2 separate regions of the Arabidopsis thaliana genome follow, and region 1 is linked to region 2. The links are chromatin contacts, called in public ChIA-PET maps. All regions are on one chromosome and are shown on one strand. Each heading gives the region's core, a stretch centred on a gene start, on an enhancer-like site or on the middle of the called end of the contact. The rest is flanking DNA. Distances are from core to core; before and after follow the strand shown.

What was found. ChIA-PET counts read pairs in DNA pulled down with a chosen protein or histone mark.
Region 1: an H3K4me3 ChIA-PET map of shoot shows a contact between it and region 2, with 13 read pairs. The contact joins the promoter of GALS2 here to the promoter of AT5G44580 in region 2.

The regions. Positions count from the first base shown.
Region 1 is chr5:18,020,180-18,023,028 of TAIR10.1, forward strand. GALS2 (glycosyltransferase family protein (DUF23)) reads right to left here and starts at 1,329. Exons shown (of 2, transcript NM_123834.2): 1 at 1-1,329. The coding sequence starts at 1,087.
Region 2 is chr5:17,977,691-17,980,529 of TAIR10.1, forward strand. It overlaps AT5G44580, which reads left to right and starts at 1,459. Exons shown (of 3, transcript NM_123825.5): 1 at 1,459-1,754; 2 at 1,939-2,022; 3 at 2,397-2,839. The coding sequence starts at 1,637. The coding sequence ends at 2,491. It overlaps AT5G44578, which reads left to right. Exons shown (of 3, transcript NM_001344566.1): 2 at 334-567; 3 at 686-953. The coding sequence ends at 443.

The DNA.
Region 1 (2,849 bases), core at 79-2,578, 42 kb after region 2:
CATAAATAAACTCATCAACATCGAAGAAAAACATCCACTTCGCCATGAATCTATACCTATGCAAACAATCATTCACCACCATGAATTGATTATGATAATAACCATCAAATCTCTCTTGTTCTCTAATATCATGAACAGTAACTCTCCCAAGCTCTATCCATGGCTTTAAAACCTCAAACACTTCCTCTGTAATCCCTCCGGCGTCATGTAGAACAAAATGAGATCTTTCACCGAAGAACCTTACATGGTAAGCGATCCATTCTCTGATTCTCTGTGGTGATAAGTTGCCGTAGAGAGAAGATCCACAATAGAGATAATCGTACTTCTCTCGCCGGCGGAGATTGGATTCGTAGAGAGCAAAATCGACGGTGTTTGGAGTTTCGGTGAGTACCGGAATTGAATCGGTGATGTTCCGGTCTGTATCTCCGGTGGTTGCGTGGAGGAGAAGAGTACCTCCGGTGTTTTTAGGGTTTATCACGGTGTTTGACGGAAAAGTACAGTTTACGACGACGGTTGTGTAAACTCTACCGTAACCCCAATCGGTTAAGATTTTGGTACCGTCGGTTAAAATCCGGTTATCGGATTGGTTTAGTGGAATCCATTCGCAACGGTAAGTGGGATGAGAGTAAACGTGAAGTGGTTTAGATGATAAACCGATAACGGCGAATGTGTTAACGCCGCCTCTGTAAGCGTTCATTAACACGAAGTTATAAGCTGCCCAGCCGTAACCAGTAAACGTCCGTTTAATAACGCCGTTATTTAACACCTTCTCTTCAGTTAACGGCTGTTTCGTAACGCCGTTATCCAACACCGGCTTCTCAGTTAACTTGACAGCGTTATCTAAGACTGGCTTTTCGACGACGGTGGTGAAGTTGACGGAGGTGGAGTTTACGGCGATGCGTGAGATGCAGAAACGGAGTTCGGAAGCGGAGATGGAGAAAGAAGAAGGTAGAAAAGGGAGGAGAGTAGCTAAAGTGCAGAGAACGAGTAACGCCATTAGAGCTAGCTTAAGCTCGGCGGAGAAGTTCCATAAGAAACAGATGAGGAGGTTTTTGTCTTTAGTGTTTTGGTCTCTCTCTTTAGCCATCTTTTGAGTTCTTCTTCACTGATTGAAGAAGACGAATCGAAGAATCGTATGAACTATGAAGCAGAGGGAAAGTGAAGCGACAGAGGGAAGAGAGAGAGAAGAAAAAATTTGGAGAATTTAACAGTAATGAAGATTGAAGAGTCTCATTTTATAATTTTTAATTTTATGAATACGTAAATTAAAAAACACTTTTTTGTGTTTACTAGTATAATCATAAAAAATTAGGTAAATATGTAGTTGTGTTGTAATATCATAAAATTAAAAATAAATTGCACAGTTTGTTCAAATTTTCCTTCAAATATTATATACATTTTACATATTATTAATTAGTAATATATTTTTGTAACAAAAATTATTCATGTGAATTTATTGTTCAGAAATGAAAATTATAAATAGAGACTCTTTGTTGCTGTTAGAATTCTCCATTTATATATATATGCCATTATTAGAAACTAATTTATTTTATTCATTTTTCTTGTCATTTTTCGATTAATATTGAAAAGCTTCAAAGATAATTCTATTGAAGAAACTATATTTAATTTGTTCGAAGAAAACTATACATGTGCTAAACAGCATGTTATGTATTTATAAAGAGAATAAAAGTAATTTATTAAGCAGCCAAAATGAGTTGGATTGAGAGAGAATAAAAAGGTTTTAGCTTTTTTTATAACTAATTTTGTCGTCTTTTCTTTTATGTTACGCTATTTACAAAATCGGTCCTCTAACTTCTCCAATTTCAACTAACAGCCTTATAATTTAGTCATCGAACTTTTATGCAATTTAGTAAGAATTTAATTTATAACTCACTGGTTTTTCTCGTGTAACATTGAATCATGTTTTTTTGTTGTTGTTGCAGATTACTGTTTTAAAGTCACGAGAAAAAATACACAGAAAATAGTGAATTTTAATAATATAATAACTAGAGAAAAAGAAAAGAGTCTGACGATTAGAAGACTTTTAAAACGACTCATGCTTTTTTGTTTCCTTTACCGACGCATGGGATTTCGCTCTCTGCCAAAATATTATAACACGTCATCACCTACTAACATGTGTACGACACGTGTCAGCTTTGTGACCTGCCATGTAAATTTATCATTCTCTTTCAACGATGCTTTCTATTTTTTTACTTTTAGCTTAGAAGCATAGCAAACGGTCGAAAAAAGCAGGCTACTGTTTTCAGAATCTAGAAGACTCATCATTATCCTTTACGTATAAAATAAATAAAATTTAGATGAACATTTATTTACTTTCGTCCCGTCATTTTTTATTTTTTTTACAGATCCGGTAGAAAAGTTATTAACTATTTCAATCTCAAACTAGAATACTTGTTGGGCTTGTATTTTGTAAAACTTTTGGTTTAGGCTTGTAATTATGTTTCATTTGAGCTTGTTTTAACAACTAAAAAAGATAGTCACTTAATAAACCGGTATTATTATCATATGAATATTTGTCAAAATCGCTTACTTTAGTTATGGTCACGAACAAGATTAGCTTCCGAAACATCTTACAATTTGTTTGTTTTTCACTTAAATTTTAAGGTGTTTAGATATAAACATATGATAAATTATCTAATTTTTTTTATATCTTCAAGTTACGACCATTTTCATTTTTTGTAATAACTTATGAATAACATAACAATTTTGGAGAAAAAAAAAACTAAATTAAATCATTTAAGGACAAATTAGGGAGGAAGACTATGCATAAGTTTAGTGGAGCATATTAAGGGTGTGATTGGAAAGACCTCTTAGCGCAAAAGTAAGAG
Region 2 (2,839 bases), core at 209-2,708:
TTATGCCATTGCAGAAAATATATAATATATATAAAGAAAAAAAATCATGTTTTTTCGTCGCTGTTTTTATTCTTACAATATATGTCTATCGTATATATTATAAATACGATTTAAATACTGCTAATTTGGTTTTTAGGAAATAACAAAATTTAATATTGAAAATATTTAATATAAATTAACACCGTGTTTATGGCCTTAATGAGAAAGAAAGAGAAGGATATCCGCATATATCGTATTCACGTTTCTATGTTTTTTTTTGTTCAAATAAATATTTCCTCTAGATATTTTTTTCCTTAAAATCTACAATATTTTATTTTCAAAATATAAATACAGGGAGGAGAATGATGGCGAACATTCCGTATCCGTATGGTGGCATATATGTGAAACCACCACCCTTAAAAAGTAAAGATAGTAATCAGAAAGGTACTCATATAGTAGTATAGTATTCATATCTTCTTAATATATTCAGCTATCGATCTCGTTTTATATTTGCAAATTATCCACAGTTTTCTTGTCAAATAATTATTCACTTCTTCTCATCAAGATTTGATGTAGAAATATTTACAGGTTAGGACACTTTATTTAAGATTTTAATCATTTATAATACTTTCTAAAATTGGCACATACCTGATTATTCGTCTATTATAAATCGCTAACTTCGATGTATTTTAAATATTATTTATAGGGAAGAGAGGGGAGACTTATTATAAGCCAAATAGTGAAATAGGCACTGGACCATCACATAGTGGACATGGTGGTAGCAGCATTGAACATGTTTCCTCTCCTTAGTTTGAGCAATTATTATCTTTCAAATAATTCGAGGCCATTAGGCTTTGAAAAATAAAAACTATATAGCTATGAATGTAACTCTAAGTTTATGTGTTCTTAAGTCCTATATATGTACTTTTGTAATATAATATGGTATATTTTAAGTGTTTTAAGCAATAATTTTCATTTCAAAACATTAAATAATGCTCGAAAGCAATGAGATTCATAAAATATTATTCGTTAACACAAGAGAAAGCAACAAAGTCCAAACGTATATGGAGACCACCCGATGCAGAGTTATAATAAAAGCAATTCTTACATATATTTTAACGAAAAAAAAGAAAAGTCTTACCTATGTATTTATCATCATGTCAAAAATTAGCCAAAATGGAAAAAAAAAAAATATCAAAACAAAACAGCTTGACTCAGACAACACATGTGGTGTCAAGTATGGCTTGCAACAAGTAACAAACTAGAGACCTTGAAACTAGTCTCAGAAAAATGCAAGACATATTATGTAGAAATATTTTAACATGGAAACTATCTCTATATGTTGATATACTGAGAATAAAACACCAGTTCAAAAGCTTATAATTAGTAATGAAAAAAAGAAACAAGAGAAAGAACAAGGTCATTTTGGCTATTAGTCTTCATTCATTGTACTTTCTAATAAAATAAAATTCAATGAGAAAAAAGAGTGTCAATTATCTTTCCACAAGAGGTCAAATTAATCAATAAAAACTGAGTGGTGGAGAAAATTAATATTTTTGGGGTTTTCTTATCTTTTCAACACTTCTTGGAATGTTCACTTTTCATTGGGATTTATAAATAATAGTCTACAATCAAGAAAACAAAGAGAGAAAAAGAGATGGAAAGAAAAAAGTTTTCTTCAAAATTTATTCATTTGCTCATTGTGTTTTTGCTTCTTTGTACGTTTCTTTCTCGTACCGAATCTGCTCTTCCTTATCACCATGAACTGTTCTTGGGTTAGTATTGTTTTAACAATCATATAACATCCACATATACATCAGATTGTCTAAGTGTTAATTGATGCGAAATAGTCTATTCATGGAACTTTCAATAGATAGATCATTGACCGGGAAGTGCTTAACTACGATCAGTTGCAACTTCATTTCAAGCTTACCTTTCACTTGTAATAAATACGTATAGGGAGGAAGCGGATGAATTATTATAAGCCCAACAGTGCCATAGGAACACCATCATCAACTAGTGACCACGCTCCAGGCAGTAATGGTATGTCCCTCCTCTTTACTTATTTTCTTATCAACTTTTACCGAAAAAATTATAAAGTACAGATTCTTAAAATTAAAGTATAAAAGAGTGTTTATAATATATATATATATATATATATAAATAAAAATGTTATGTTTTTTTCTTACATAATTAATTCTCCTAAATTATAATGGTTTAATGGGTGTATGTATGTGTACTAAAGAAAATAGGCTGATAATGGTTTTCTACTATTAACACTATCTCCTTTTTTTCTTATAAAGCTTCAACGTTTCTTTCCGGCTATTTTCAAATTTTAGACTCCGATTTCATTGCATAATTCGTTTATAATATTTTGCTGCCTTTTCTCTTTAAAAATTCATAAATATGAATTGTAGGGAGGAAGTTGATGAGTATATATAGACCCAATGGAGACATATTTACAGGACCATCAGGCAGTGGGCATGGTGGGGGTCGCACTCCAGCCCCCTAGTATATATATATTAATGTGTAATCAAGGACTCACAAGCGAAGCTTTTAATTCTCGATCACGTATAACGTATGCGTTGGTGTAGTATATGTTTAATTTCTGTTTTCACAAGCCAAGTTTTTCATTTCTCGAATATGTAATGTATAATATGTGTGTTGGTCCAGTATTTCTAGTGTTCTTAAATAATATCCAAAATGTGTGTTTAAAATATAATATGTATTTTGTTGTTAAAGTTTACATATACGTTTTAGTCTGTAAAGCTCTAAAGCATGTACTAGACACCTTACCTTATACGTTTTAGACTTTTAGTATACCACGAATAATATATTTAAGTTATTAAAATCAAAATTA